4 separate regions of the Mus musculus genome follow, and all the other regions are linked to region 1. The links are chromatin contacts, called in public promoter capture Hi-C maps. All regions are on one chromosome and are shown on one strand. The core of a region is the stretch at or near the end of the contact, and the rest is flanking DNA. Distances in the headings are between cores, read along the strand shown. Region 1 holds the start of Vps35l (VPS35 endosomal protein sorting factor like). Region 2 holds the start of Usp31 (ubiquitin specific peptidase 31). Region 3 holds the start of Mfsd13b (major facilitator superfamily domain containing 13B). Region 4 holds the start of Nucb2 (nucleobindin 2).

What was found. Promoter capture Hi-C pulls out the DNA fragments that hold promoters and counts their contacts. Capture Hi-C pulls out chosen DNA fragments and counts their contacts.
Region 2: a promoter capture Hi-C map of adipose tissue shows a contact between it and region 1, with 4 times the contacts expected there. The contact joins the promoter of Usp31 here to the promoter of Vps35l in region 1. A contact is called at or near these places in 3 of 39 promoter capture datasets (cranial neural crest, liver and pre-B cells), 1 of 115 datasets of contacts at active chromatin or transcription factors (astrocytes) and 2 of 9 other capture datasets (adipose tissue and liver).
Region 3: a promoter capture Hi-C map of embryonic stem cells shows a contact between it and region 1, with 4 times the contacts expected there. The contact joins the promoter of Mfsd13b here to the promoter of Vps35l in region 1. A contact is called at or near these places in 2 of 39 promoter capture datasets (embryonic stem cells and hippocampal neurons).
Region 4: a contact with region 1 is called in a promoter capture Hi-C map of pre-B cells, with 5 times the contacts expected there. The contact joins the promoter of Nucb2 here to the promoter of Vps35l in region 1. A contact is called at or near these places in 1 of 39 promoter capture datasets (pre-B cells), 1 of 115 datasets of contacts at active chromatin or transcription factors (astrocytes) and 1 of 9 other capture datasets (pancreatic islet).

The regions. Positions count from the first base shown.
Region 1 is chr7:118,738,178-118,741,883 of GRCm38.p6, forward strand. Vps35l (VPS35 endosomal protein sorting factor like) reads left to right here and starts at 2,094. Exons shown (of 31, transcript NM_027815.4): 1 at 2,094-2,598. The coding sequence starts at 2,498.
Region 2 is chr7:121,705,535-121,709,240 of GRCm38.p6, forward strand. It overlaps Usp31 (ubiquitin specific peptidase 31), which reads right to left and starts at 1,908. Exons shown (of 16, transcript NM_001033173.2): 1 at 1,102-1,908. The coding sequence starts at 1,719.
Region 3 is chr7:120,980,507-120,984,212 of GRCm38.p6, forward strand. Mfsd13b (major facilitator superfamily domain containing 13B) reads left to right here and starts at 2,003. Exons shown (of 8, transcript NM_001374644.1): 1 at 2,003-2,224. It overlaps Cdr2 (cerebellar degeneration-related 2), which reads right to left and starts at 1,806. Exons shown (of 5, transcript NM_007672.2): 1 at 1,471-1,806. The coding sequence starts at 1,546.
Region 4 is chr7:116,502,545-116,506,250 of GRCm38.p6, forward strand. It overlaps Nucb2 (nucleobindin 2), which reads left to right and starts at 1,825. Exons shown (of 14, transcript NM_001130479.2): 1 at 1,825-1,940.

The sequences.
Region 1 (3,706 bases), core at 844-3,343:
TGCATGATACAGCAACATACATGCAGGAAACACACCAATACATATAAATAGATTTAAAAATTGGATTTGGGGAGCCATCTGGACAAAGCGCTTGCTGTGCAAGCATGAAGACTTTCTAGATCCCTAGTGCCTGTGTCAAAATGGCAAAAGGTGTGCACCTGCAACCCAAATACCTCTGTGTGGGGATAGCGTTGACAGGCTTGCTGGCCAGCCATTCACAGCTTCAAATTCAAGGAGACAGACAGAAAGCCAGAGAGAGGGAGAGAACAAGAGAGAGAGGGAGAGAACGAGAGAGAGAGAGAGAGAGAGAGAGAGAGAGAGAGAGAGAGGAAGAAGGAGGAGGGGAGGGAGGGAGGGGGAGAGGGGGAGAAAGGTGTGCTGTCTCAAAACGTAAGTTGGAGAGTAATAAAGGAAAATACTAGCTATTGACCTCTGGCCTCCATATGCTCATACATGGACAATCAGACATGTGCACATGCCACACACACACAATTAGAAGCTGAGTGCAGTGTCCCATGCCAACAACCCTAGCACCTACCAGGCTAAGGCAGAGGACCAATACCTCCAGGCCAGCCAGGACTACAAAGTAAAACCATTTTCAACAACAATGTAAGCAAAGGAACAAAATGTTTCCATTTAAAACTGCTCTCTATATTCAGTGTTTTTCCATGGCCCTTCTCCAGTTTCTTTAAAAGATTCTTTTTTTTAGACTTAGTTATTTGATGTATATAAATATTTTGCCTGTATGTGTGTCTCTATACCACATGTACCTCTGTAGGCCAGAAGAGGGCATCAGATCCCCTGGGACTGGAGATACAGATGGTTGTGAGTTTGGGTTCTAGAAATCAAATCTGGGTTTTCTGGAAGAACAGCAAGTGCTTACCAGATAACGCATTTCTCCAGCCCAGATTTTACAGTTCTTTAGGGACACTGACAGAGATGCCACAAAACCATGGTCTTAGCATGTGGTAAGAAGAACCCTTTAGTTATCTATCCTTTCCAGAAATGTAGCCTGTTTTATGATAGTTCCCCATCATCTATTTTATACATAAGATGGGATGGGTTTGACGAATGTACGAAGGACAATTGGTCCCCTGCCTTTAGTGCCTCATAGTTGCTTCTTACCACCCAAACTGCTACCATTCTTTCAAAGGAACCACCAACAGCAGTGTCCCCTAGAATTGTACACACAACTATCCCAGAGCCACTGTTTTACAGTCCCCAGGCAAGTGGCATGCCCATTTACAGTAGATGCCCTGCTCTGTTATAGACCAGGGTCAGCGCTACAGAGAGAAAGGCTCTGAGAGCAAAGGCCAACCAAGAGCAGCCTGTCTTGCCTGCCTCACTAACTACAGCATCTGAGGTTTGCCCCGGAGACAGGGATTTTATAACCTCCTGTCACCTTAGCAGTTAGCTCAGTTTCACAGAGGAAGAAACTGGGACTCTGAAAATGTCAGTCCTAGTTAAAGTATATTCCGTTGCCTTTTCCAGAACGCATAAGAGGATGCTGCTCTTTCCATAAGGAAATGCACTTGGGAGTAGAACCAGGATGGTATGAATAGACAGTCTGCTAATTTCCCAGTCTTAATCCATTCTTATTTGAGTTAGAGTTTGACACTCACCAGCTTTGAGCATCAGTTTTCCAAAAACAAGTGATTAATGATAGATACTCCAGAAGTTTCTATTGAGAAGGGAGTGGGCAAAGTGCATTGAGTGCAGTCACCCTATCATAATTTATCCATGGGGGTGGGGTGGGGTGGGGCTTAAAACAGGAGCGCCAAAGTTCTGTGGTCAAGAACAGAACTTGCTTGCCCGTATTCGGACGTAGATTGTCAGTAGTGGGGGGAAAATGCCCAAAGTGTTCATCCTTACGAAGCATGAAGAGAACCCACACCAAACAGAATTCACTTCATAATCACTTGTGTCTGGCCCTCAGCAGGGATGGGTGTGTGCACTCCTTTTTGTCACTAGAGGGCGCAGGCGGGCCAAGCAGCCAGTGGCGTCTTACCCCTTACAAGACTGGGGGGCGGTGTGTGTGTGTGTGTGTGTGTGTGTGTGTGTGTGTGTGTGTGTGTGTGTGTGTGTGAATGGGATGGCTCAGAAGGTAATGGCATCGTGTGTGTGTGTGTGTGTGTGTGTGTGTGTGTGAATGGGATGGCTCAGAAGGTAATGGCATCTAGTGCCAAGCGAAGAAAGGACCAACACCTGTCCGTTATCCACTGACCTCCGTGCACATATTTACATAATACGAATGGGATTTAAGCAAGGCGTGGTGATGCAGGCCTTTAATCCCATCATTCGGAGGCAGACGTAAATGGATTTCTATTAACAAAATAAAAAGAAAAAATAAAATCAAGGCCGATGACGGAGCTTGGGTTTTGCCGGGCCATTGCCCGATACAACTGCGGAGGATCGGAATCCGGAGGAAGTTGCCCCTCACAATCATGGCGGATGACGGAGCCCGGGATCTTCAGAGCGGAAGCTGCCCTTCACAATCATGGCGTCTGGGGCGGGGCCGAGCTTCCCTGGATGTGAGAAAAGGGGCTGGACGCGGAAAACAGGCGATCATGTGACTGGGAAGATGGCTGTCTTTCCCTGGTAAGGAAAAACCCGCTAGTAGGCTTCGGGGAGGGCTCCTCTCAGTGGGGGTGGGCAGTCCTCCTTGTTGGGATCGGTGGCCTCCGTCCCCGCCCGGGCTGTCAGGACTACGGAAGAGCAGAACCGCTGTCAGTACTCTGCTCCTCTCCTCTGTTCCGCAGCTCCTTCACTCAGACGGACTCCATCCAAGGCTTCCGCCTCCTTGGGAGACGTTGGCACGCCTGGGAGTTCTGGGGAAGGGGATGAATTCGCCCGGAGTCTGCACCTGGGAGACCTGGTCGCTTGTTCCTTGAGCTCCTTAGACTTTCTCATCTGTAAAGTGGGACCATTCACCCTACTCTATGTAGGGTCCCCAGACACGCTTCTTTACCTCGTTGTTCAACGTAGTAGAACGTATTAGAGAGAGGACACGCCCAAAGGAGAGAGGGGGCAGTCAGTCAACTCCCCTGGCGGCTTGGGTAGACTGCAGAGAAGAGCCTTCAACTGGGTCTTGCAGGATGCATACGAGCTCACCAAGCAGGAAGGAATAGTGTGTACCCAAGTGACTGGCATACGGGCCTTTTTGTGCTTAGAAGTGAGGTGACCTTTAGGTTGTCACAGGTGATTTGTGTCGATAAAGAACCCACATAGGATAAGCGGATGATAATGTGGTTGGACGTTGGAGACCTTGCATCTCAGGGGCAAAATTTCTGCGTTTGAGCATGAAAGAAATTTGTAGCGCTAGGCCTTGAACATAACCAACATCAACCCTCTGGCTTTTTGGCCGGACACTTTAATTCACTCCACCCTGCAGACTCTTAAGTGACCACTTAAGGACACAGCACGTCAGCGTGGTGCCGTATCACACCGTGGGTTGGCTTCACCTGCTTGTGCTGGCTTAACCTTGGATGTTTTCGTTTTCCATACTGCTGAGACCCCAGCTCTGCTCGTGCCTATGGTCTCTGTAGCCGTCTCTCTTGAGCAAGTGTGTGGGAGTGCACGCCCATCTTTCAGTTTTACCCACTGACTTCGTGTTCTTTAATGAGAGAGACAGAATTGTGTCCGTCTTCTTCCCGGTGATTGTTCCTGTCGATGCATGAGGGAGCTGATGAGGCCCAGGGGAAGTGTG
Region 2 (3,706 bases), core at 658-3,157, 3.0 Mb after region 1:
ACACACCCCATGCCTATGTAAATATTTTTTAATGTTGTCTACCAACGTCTCTAAACTTGATATTTGTTTTCTTTAGAAGAGCAGTGGAGAGGGGTAGGTTGATCCCAGCACACAGAAGGCTATCGGGAAGATCTCGAGTTGAAAGTCAGCCTTGGGCTACATAGTGGGACCCTGTCTCAAAAAAATAAAGAAGGCTGGTAGAAAATCAGGGTGAGACAACTGTCAAAAAATGGGGGCAACTATCAAACTGTGGAGTTCTAAGCATGAGGAAATGAGGGAAGGAATGGTAAAACTTATTTTTTCACTGTCCGACTCCATTCTCGCTAATATCATACCCATATCCCACCTCAAAGTATCCCTCATACAATCTCCAATCACCTCTCTGCTCAGCTTACAGTAAGAACCCAACTCCTTAGGATAGCCTAAATGACCCTTACCATCTGGACCAGCAAACTCCTCTGCTTCCCAATCTCATCCTCTTAGTGCACACGGGCAGCTGCAAGCCAAGGGCCAGGACCACCTCCTCCATCTATTACATCATCAAGTTCTGCCTTCTTCAAAGTACTATCTGATAACACCTGGTTCATTGTACTTAAGAATAGAAAGAAAAAAAAAAAAGCACTAAGCATGAACGGTACTAACATAGCTAAAGCACTTTATGTATCACACTGAACCCGCTAGAAGTGCCCAAACTGGGTAATCTCGCTGTCCAACGTAACCTGTCAACTTGCTAAACGTAAGTACCAGGTAAACGGGAGCATAAAGAGGCTCAGTGGTTTACTACTTAAGAAGCAGAAGCCGGATTCGAACCCAGATGGATAGATACTCTCCCACCAATACCCGCTCCAAAGATTGAAGTTCCATGAAGGCAGGGTCTTGGTCCTGGCAACATCCATCCCCAAGGCGGATCACAGGACCTGGCGCCCATGTTCTGGCGCTCGGAAGCCAAGCTGGCTGGATGAATGGTGGGAGGAATGCGTTCCTTTGTCATCTGGGTTATCTTCCAGAACTCTCTGAGCATCCAGCGCAGAAATCCTCCCGGCCCGAAGAGGAGGAGCCCAAGAAGCGCCCGAGCTCCAAGGCCCCCCGCCCCGGGCTCACCTTGAAGTCGCGGCTGTGTTGCGGGGTGTACTCCAGCGTCCAGAGCGCCCGCACCAGATGCGCCAGCTGCTCGGTGACCTCGCCCTGGCCGTGCGGCCCGCGGCCCGCCGGCTGCTCCGACTCCGGCTCTGGCTCCGGTCGGCCCGCCCGGTACTGGCCCAGAGCCAGGTACTCGGCGAAGAGCTCGGTGTTACTGAGGCACTGCAGCGTGGCGTTCATGAAGCACGTGTTGCCGTGGTTGCGGAGCCCCGCCACGCCGGGCACCGGCTCCGAGGCGCAGGCGGGAGGCGCGGGCGAGGCGGGCGGCGGCGGGCACGGCGGCGGCGTGGGCGCGGAGGCCGGCCCGGGCGGGAAGCAGCTGCGGAGGCCGCCGCGGTCCGGGGCGGCGCCCTCGGAGCTGAGGTGCGAGAGCGTGGACAGCGTCTTGAGGACGCGGCTCATGAAACTGCCCACCGAGCGCGCCGACGACGGCGACGAGGGCGCGGCCGGCCCGGGGCCGCCAGCGCCGCCGCCGCCCCCCGCGCGGCCACTCCGGAACAGCCGCTTGCTGAACGAGCGCTTCTCCTTCCCGCCCGCCGCCACCGGCGGCCCGGGCCCGGGCGCCGTTACCTTGGACATGGCGGCGGTTGCCGACGCTCATCACCGCGCCAGTCCGCCCGGACCGCGACTCCGCCACGGCCGCCGCCGCATCCCGCCGCCTGCGCCTCACCCGGCCCGGGGGGCTTCACGCCCTACACCACCTCAGAGCGCCGCGGAGAGAGCGAGCAAGAGAGCGGCGACCGAGGGGCGCGCGTGCGTCGCGCGGCCGCCCAAGTGGGCAGCTCACGTGACTCGCTGGCATCGCAGCCCCGCCCCGCACTGAAGCTGCGAGGCCGCCATATTGACTGTGGGAACAGCTCTCTCCCTGAACCCTGATTCAAGGACTCCCTCGGCTTAGGGCGTGGTTCTGCGTGTTGAAGCTCAAGACTGGCCATGTTTAGTATGGGCACGGTCCTAAACGTTAGGGCAGGCGCTGGATGGTGGATTTTAGGGGTGGGTCTCTGTCTTTGCTTGTCAAATAGAAAAGATCTAGAGAAAGTACTGAAATCAAGCTGCCACGTACCAGGTGGCAGAGGAGCTGATAGATACAGCTTTGTCTTGTCCCAGGCGGGTTAACTCAGCCTGGCTCCCGAGGGACTGCCGCGTACCCACCCGAACGTGGTCACGGAGCTGGCACATTCTGGTGGGCTTTTCTTTCAGGATGTACCTTGAGGTCTCAGCAAAGTAATATTATTAGAATTGCCTTGCTGAAAAGTTTTGTAAAATACAGCCTTTAAATCCTCTGAGCTCTCCCTTTAATCACTCAATAAACTGAGCATTTGCTCATTCATTCATTCAATCATTCATTCATCCATCCATTCATTCAGTAAATATAGCAACTGAACACTTGCTGTTTGCCAAATACTGTACTAAACTCTAAGGATACGACAAGACTGAAACTAACTGAGTTTCTGCTTGCCTTCCTATAGTGTACACTCTCAGTAGGTATTCATTCATGATTACCTCTGTATTCCACACACTATGCCAATCATGGAATACCTTCCTTGGTTTTCAGTTCAGTGCCTTTGACATCTCATTTAAACCCAAGTTTGGCTCAAAGACTTAACCTTTAAACCAAGGGTCACAGATGCACTACTATCGCAGAGGCTAGATAGGTCATAGCAATGAACAAAGAATCCTGGTGAGGGGTCGGTCATCTGCTGATCAGGTCATACTTCACATATCTTGGGAATACAAGAAATGTTGTGGACAGCGGCAACCTGCTAATTAACATTCTTCTAAAGAGATGGCTTTCGCTCACCTCCAGTCAGTTGTTCCCATGTGAGAATGAGGGCTTAGTGTTGCCAGATCAGCTGATTTTTAGAGAAAAGGTGGAAATTCTATTTTTAAATGTTGGTTCAATTTTTTTTAAAGGAAAAAAAACTGCATGGGAGAACAGCGTGCATTAAGGCTGCCTACTACTCAAAATCCACTGGTTTCTGACCTTCTCTTTGTATGTTCTCTTTGCTAAGAGATGAGCCTGAGCCCTGGTTACTGCAAAAAACAGATAATGGGAAAGAAAGCCCATAACATTTTAAAGATAGAAAGGCCACCCTACACCCATCTCAAAGCAAATAGTTTTGGCCTCTAGATTTCTACTCAATACTAAATATGGTATCCTGTAATGATGCTCTTGGTTTGCTCTGAATAGGCTCAAATCCCCTCCACTTCTACCTCCTAATTAAAACATCCATCTTAGCTGTACCTTGGGCTCCTTGTAGCATCAGAAAGAATGCCACTAGATCACAATAGAAACTGAAGCCTGTGGCCCTCCACCTTTGCACACATGCTTGCTGCTTCTAACGACTTGATCCCAGCTGTGAACCTTTACCCAAGCTGATCCATCTGCTCCAGGTATCTTTCCTTGAACTTCCTCATTTAGTTTGCCTCTCTTCATCTCTAAAATCTTGCCTTCATTAATTGCATCATTTCTGCAGACTCTCTTAGAACCTTTTGGCCATACCATTAACTTGACCCTGTTGGAATTCAACAGACAATGAGTTAGTTGTTTTCTATTGCTGTGAAG
Region 3 (3,706 bases), core at 753-3,252, 2.2 Mb after region 1:
AGCAATCGCACGATGGTTGCTTCAGTCCTCAAGTATCAAAGTAGGTCATCAATCCTTATGGGGCAAATCTCAAGTAGGCTAAATGTCTAACAAATTTGTCTTGTGGACATGGAGAAATGTGATGGCAAATCGGCATTGTAACTGCTAGTCAGCTTCAATTATAGCAGTACAGGGATCTATGTGGGCTTAGGTCATTTCACATTAAGAAATCAAGACAGACAGGATTAAAAAAACCAAAAAAACAAAAACAAAAAAAAAAACAAAAAAACAAAAAACAAATTAGCATCTCTCCAAAGAGCTACCTGTTTTCTTTTTCTAAGTATGGATCATTCAAGCCCGAATTTTTCCCCCATCAGATTCAGTTGAATTGTGAACAAGAGGCGGTGTTTAGTAGCCAACTCAAAAGAGATATTAATTTTCCCAAAAAGTTTGGAGTGGAGATCATTATACAGAATAGCACAAAGGATTCCTGCGGATCCCTCAGCATGGTGGTTAACAATGTCTACTCTGGGGTCTGCCGTGAATACCTAGTCTCCCCAACAGTATCTTCTTCAGCCAGAGGTACCTACTGCAGCACCTTATGCTATTGGGAGAATTAAAGGAGCCTACCAGGGTGTTGAGGGCCGGCCTATCAGTGTCCCCAAACACAAAATCCTGCTATGAATGTACAAGAAAATGGGCCACTGGCTTCAGACTGGGGGCACTCTTGAGATTGTCTCTGGAGATGCCCCGATGCAAGAAAACCAAGGCAGGATTATTTTTAATTGAAAACCCGAAAGAAAGATAAGCGCATGATAAGAGCTGCCCTCGAATAATTTCATTTAGCCCCCGATGAACGATGGCTAAGTAATAAATTAAAACACAAAACAAAACAGTTTAATACCCAACTGAGTAAGCTGTAAACTGGGATGCTAAGAAACTGAACAGTGTCTACAGGCTCCTCATACTCGGCTTTAGGGAATCCACCTAAATCTTTTAGCCTCTGCTTTCTGGAAAACGGGACAAAAAAAAAAAAATTTACTCTCACAGAGAGATGGCGCGGGTACCGCACAGCAGCACTGCCCTCCCACCACCTGCAGCGGCTTTGCAGACTCTGCGGACCATGAAAGGCGATGTGGGGCAGGCAGGGCAGCACGACCCGGACCCAGGCCAGCAGCTCGCCTCTAGAGCAGGACAAGCTGGTCCACTCCTGCCCACCTCAGAGGTCCATCCGCTCATACCCGGCAAGCGCTTTCTTAAAGCACCGAGCATCAGCCTGTGTGGCGCACCCGCAGGGCCGTGGGCCGCGCGCGCTTGCTCTCTGCGGTCGGGATGGGCGGATCCGTTGCCAGGTGAGGGCAAGAAGCACCGGGCCGCGGCATCCCAAACCTCCAGCCTAAGGAACTTTCTAGCACTTTCCACACCTGCCACCCCCGGACTCCCACCCCAACAATCCCGCCCCCCCCTCCCGACCGGCGACCTCGCCCTCACCTTGCTGGAGGTCCCGGTGGTCGTACCACGGCTCATCCTCCATCTCGAACTCCTCCACTAGGTTATCTGCCAGCATGTCGCCGGGGACGTCCGGGGGCAGCGGGCTCTGCCGCCGCCCTGCCGTTTCGGCCGCTGCCCCGGGCTCTCCCCCGGCCCCGCCGCCCTCAGCCAGAGCCACCCTGGGGCGGGACACGCAGGTCCCGCAGCAGCTCTCGCCGCTATCCCGCGCCGCCCAAAGGCCGGCGCCCTAGCGAGCGCGCCCCGGGTGGCGCCGGGAGCCGGCTCCTCACGCCTGCTGCCCGGCCCAACGTGGCACTTTGGCAGAACCCTCCCAAAGCCGGGGAGACGATTCAAACCCGGGAGGCACCTTGACCAATCACGAATGAGCCGCCTATAGAGTGACAGCGACTTCAGCCAATAGAATATCAAAAAAGGTCGCGGGTCCGAGGACCATCAGCCAATAATAGCTTAGGAAGGAACAAAGGAGGCGGGGAAAGACGAAGAGGGTGCGGTCGGCAGCCCCTCCTCTTTTGTCTGCGTCGCGTCTCCTCAGTTGAGTGCACTCCAGTTCCGGAGTGTGGAGGTGGCTTTGGCGAACACCGGGTGCCGAGGACTACTAATTCTGGGCACGGGTCATCATCTTCCCACCCGAGGGTTTCGGATGCGGGCCAACTCTCCTTGGCTCTGCCCTCGGTGATGCTCGGAGGGAGACTCATGGTCCGTCGGGAAGTTAAAGCCGAGAGAACGCTACTGAGTGAGAGCTGCTCCTCAATCTTGGAGCCCTGGCCTTCCAGGGGCCTGGCTATGAACTCCTAAAAGGGCAGTCACCAACCCCACTTCACACTCCAGAGTCCCGGGCTGGCCAGTGGAAGCCGCCTCCCCTGAGAAAAGTTGCCACAGTTTTGCATAGAATTTCTTAAAGGTTCATAGAGCCCAGGATAAATACCTAAGATCAGGCATTGCACTTGGTGGCCAGCTTGCCGGCGTCAGCTTGTTAACACAGCCGTAACTACTGTTTCTTGGGTTAAACTTTTAATATATTTGGGTACCTCACTTAGGGAAACTCTCAGAGGGCAGAAAGGTCGGCGCAGATGTTTGGGATGTTATAACTGATAGCATCTACAGAGGACGGGAGAAGAACTGTGACAACTGAGGGGGGGAGGGGATGTTATAACTGATAGCATCTACAGAGGACGGGAGAAGAACTGTGACAACTGAGGGGGGGAGGGGAGTAATTACTCAGGTTTGGCAGTAGTGATTTGGTAGAAACCTCCTGAAGTTAACTCCTTCACACAGATCCGGAGTGTCACCCGAACTAAAGTGGAAAGCAGTTGAAAGTTTGCCTTATCCAAAAAAAGCACCAGTTGTGGCCTTAAAATAGTGTACTCAGATTACTATGGCTTAAAACAGGAGAAATTGCTAGGAAGAAGCTACAAATCCTCAGAGATACTTTTATTTCTCTGAGATCTCGGGTAATTTGGAGGAAGGAATACTTCACCCTAATTTCTTTTTTCAGTGCTAACGATGCCTTAGGCGTGCCACTCTCCATCATTCTTGTGGGTCCTAAGATGCTCCTTTTCAGATCAGTGTAACATGCACCTGTTCCTGGGAACATGGTCTTGTGAAGGTCAAGAAAGCCTCCCCATTGTGAGGTTGGTTTGTTGTTTGTACAGAGTCTCACTGTGCAGCCCCAGCTTTGCCTAGCACACTATGTAGATTAGGCTGGCTCTGCCTCCAGAGTGCTGGGATAGAAGGCACACAACCATCAAACCCTGTCCCTACAGGAATGTTGTTCTGGCGAGATTTTCCTCTTCATTCCTTAAGAAAGACTCCTTAATAGACCTTAAGGTACCAAGAACCTAGGGTTAGAAATCTAATTGTCTATCCACAGTTTGTACTAGCAAAGCAGGCGTTAGCTCACCACTTAGGGGAGAAATGACCTCTTTGCTCAAAGAGCTATGAGAATCAAAGAAACTGTGCCCAAGAAAGCTGTGTTGTTTCTAACACTTATTGTGAAGGGACTGTTAAAAAATAACAGCATCAAAATAATACACTTCCTTCTCTTTTTGCCTCCCTCTTCCTTTTTCTTTTTCCTGTTCTCCCGTGGTACTACCAAGGGCCCACTCACATGCAAGGAGAAGTTCCAAGCCACTGTCCCCAGCCCATGAGTATCAAAATAAGTAGTAATAGCAACAGATTGCAGTTTGTTAATGATGAATCCATGGTGATATAAATG
Region 4 (3,706 bases), core at 575-3,074, 2.2 Mb before region 1:
AGGTAATGGAAATGTTCAAGGCAGTTCCTGGCTTTAATAAGTTAATAGTCTAGTATCTTGTTTTTGTTTCATAAGGCAGGTTCTTACAGAGCTCAGGCTGGCCTGGAATTCCCGATTCTTTTGTTTCCATCTACCATATGCTAATCCTGAAGGCGTGGGGACCACCGTGCCTAGTGAGTCTAGCAATTCCCACAGTGCTGGGGTGGAATATCAACTCAAATATTACAGGATTACTAACGATTCTTAGGATGTAGGTAATATCTCTCAAGTTGAAATTTAGTGTGCCTATAACATAATCTTTTATCCTCTTCAAGTGTCATTACATTCAACTTGTTCATTTTTTTTTAAACATATGTCTCTGCTCTCAATCCCTCAGTGGAAGCAGAGCCACAAAACAAAAAATGGACAACATTCTAAAACACAAAAGGAGCTTAGCTTTGGGATATTATTCAAAGTAAGTGGACGAGAGGTGTGGATAAGAGTTAAAATCTAGAGGCTGAGGTTTTGGTTTAGTCACCATCCCAAGAATGGCCGAGTTAGTACAATGTGACTGACTCTTTTTTATAGACTGTAAGTGTGTGTGTGTGTGTGTGTGTGTGTGTGTGTGTGTGTGTGTGGCTGTTACTGACCCCATTTTATACACAAGGAAATGGAAGCATAGTGCTCTGATACCTTCTTTAGGATGGGTTAGAAAAGTTGAGTGTTGCAAGAGAGAAGTCTGATCTCTAATGGTGCACACAGCCATTAACCCACGTTGTGTCTTGCTAACAGTGGTTTCCATTGCAGTCTACCCTCCCCTGGATCTGTGGGTTCTTCGTTTGTAGATTCAACCAACTAGAGATAGAGAGAATGAGACAGAGAGCGAGCGAGCGAGAGTGCTAAGTGCCAGCATTCGTGTGTCTCTCTCTGCTTCCTGATACCTTGTGCCAGCTGCCTCAAGCTTCTTCTACTGCTGTACTGAAGCACACCCTTAAACTGTGAGCAAAACAAACAAGCAAAACCCCAAAACCAAACCAAACCAAACCAAACCAAACCAAACCAAACCAAACCAAACCAAACCCCTCTTCCTTCTTTAACTGCTTTTCTTAGTATTTTTCGTTGCAGCAAGGAGACCAGCCAGTCAGTACACAACCTAGGACCTTTTTCTTTGGGTTGAAAAACAAAACAAAACAAAACAAAACAAAACAAAACACCCTAAAAATCAGTCAGGTGCGAGTAACTGGCACTCACGCTTCAAAACCAGCTCCAAGGCTCTAAAGCTTTTCTACCCTCCAAGCACGTACAAAATGCCCCACGGTTAAAATGTTGTTAATGTTAAATGTGTTGAAGATGTCTTGACTCCACGGGGCAGAGAGAAGAAAAATCTGTATCTGAGAGGTAAATGCTATTAAGTCACAGGGACTCAGGGACCACGATAAGGAGGGTGGGGGTACGTTAAATACCAGTCTGAGTCCCTGCAGGAAAGAGGCTCTCCAAGACTCACAAGAGGGCTACCACTTTTTTCTCCACCACTGTGGGCGCTGCAGGCTCATGCCAGAGACCAAGAACCTGGCAAACCCTAAGATTTTGTGGGGGATCCCCGGGCATCACTTCACCCTACTAAGCCATGCACTAAGAGCTAGTCTAAGACAGCAAGGGAAGGAAGAGGCGCGGCTTCCTCACGCTTCGGAGAGCGCCACGTCCCTCTTGGCTAGTTCTTCCAGAAGCGCCTTCGCGTAGGCGCGTCCCTGGACCAGTTCACCAATAGGAGTCCTCCGCGATCCGGAGCTGGACCAATTAGCGGCTGTGGGGGGAGGAGGCAGTCACCATGGCAACCAGGAGGCGGGCACGCATTAGGCTGTGGATCAGAGCAAGGCGGAGGGCCGTGGGCAGGGAAAACTGGTGTGCTCGCGGCGGGCATCAGTCGGCTTAGCCTCGCGCGCCGGGACCCTGCAGAGAAGGTCAGTGGCGCGGAGCAGGGTGTAGATCCCAGCCTCGAGGAGGCTGGACGGGTCACAGAAGAGAGGGCGCAGGTCTGTTCTTGCCCTGCCCATGGTTGTGGGCATGGAGGGCCGAGTTCTGGGCGGGCAAGGTTGGGGAGGGTCTCCCAGCTGAAGCCGGAGGCGTCGGGTCCACTCCACCACTCTTCTAGCTACAGAGCGCTTGAGCTTTTCTTCCGGGTGGGTAGCACGAGCAGGCAGAGTAGGTGCTGGACCCAGACTGGGGCGGGGTACGTGGGCGAGGGGCTCGCCCACTGGTGAGGTCTCTGGACCTATCGATTCCCGGCTGATGCTCCGCGCCCCCCCGCCCCCCTCCAGTTGTGGAGCAAAGCTAGGCCCAGGAACACAGCTCTTCCCCGGGGTATGTGAAACCAGCATCTGCCACTAAGGAGAAAGTTCCTGCCAGCTGTAGTATCGTTTGCCCCAAAGTGACAAATTAGGTGAAAGAGGATACATTTTGATTTAGGGGGAAGAGAAAGATGTTACTTTCTTGTTGCACCTGCTGAATGTTACCTCCGTGGGCTGGTGTGGTTATTGTGGTTGATACAGACAGCAGTCTTACCAGACAGTTATTTTGCAAAATCAGAAAGGGGTGGAGGGGAAGAGAATGAAAATGAACAGGAACCCTTGTTCTGATAATTTATACCTTTTACACGGGTTAATGTACCTTTTACACAATTGAATGCCGAGTGCTATCATCTAAGTTTCTTATTTAAGAAACTGTGGATAAATAATATACATTTTATCCCCCTCCCCAATCATCCTGATTTTGACAAAAGGCAGGAAAGTGGTGACTCACACAATATCAGCTGTTAGGGGAGCCTGAGGCAGGAGGATACGGGGCTTAAATGAAAATATTTGTTATAGTGAGTTACAGTTAATTTTGGGATTTCCCTACAGGAAAGCTTAAAATGTTGAGATGATTGTCCCAAAGAATTGTCAAGAGGTGATAGTATTCTACCAGGCATTTGGACCAGGGAGCCTTTGGCTATTTAAATTGCTTCTTAAGGTCTTCCCTGGCTGGTTTTGTTAAGAAACTGGACTTGAGTAATGCTCAGATTATTTTATCTTAGAAATTGTATCAGGAGTTTTCCCTCACATAAGCTGTGTTATGGTTCTATAAAACTCAAATTCAACAAATAATGGTCCATGTTCCAACACATGTTCCTTGGTTAACACAATTAACAGGGTTGCACATTAAAATAATGGAAATTTAGGATTACAAATGAAATCTCAGATAGTATCACTCTAGTTATTAGGTGAGCACAGGACTCTCCATCATTAGGTTTGTCTGATGTGGGTCAAAAATTCATTTCCAAGAGCCATCTAGATGACTCGGTGGATAAAGGCGCCCGCAGCCAAGCCTGATCTCCCTCTGAGTTTGGTCCCAGTGACCCATAGGGTAGAAGGGGGCACCAGCTTCTGCAAGGTGTCCTTTAAAACATCCATAAATACATTGTAACAATTCCTCTCTGCCTCCTTGTGGGTTTACAGATGCTGTTCTTAGGCTATTTTCATTTACCCACTGCTCTGTGGTGGAGCCCCTGTCGCATTTACTCTCCTCTGTTCCCTAAGGTACTTACTGTTCATTTCATACTGTGTGTGTGTGTGTGTGTGTGTGTGTGTGTGTGTGTGTGTATAGGCTAGAGGCCCATTTCAGATGTCTTCAATTACTTCCCACCTTATGTTTTGAGACCTGGAACTCACCTATTTGGCAGAGTATCTGG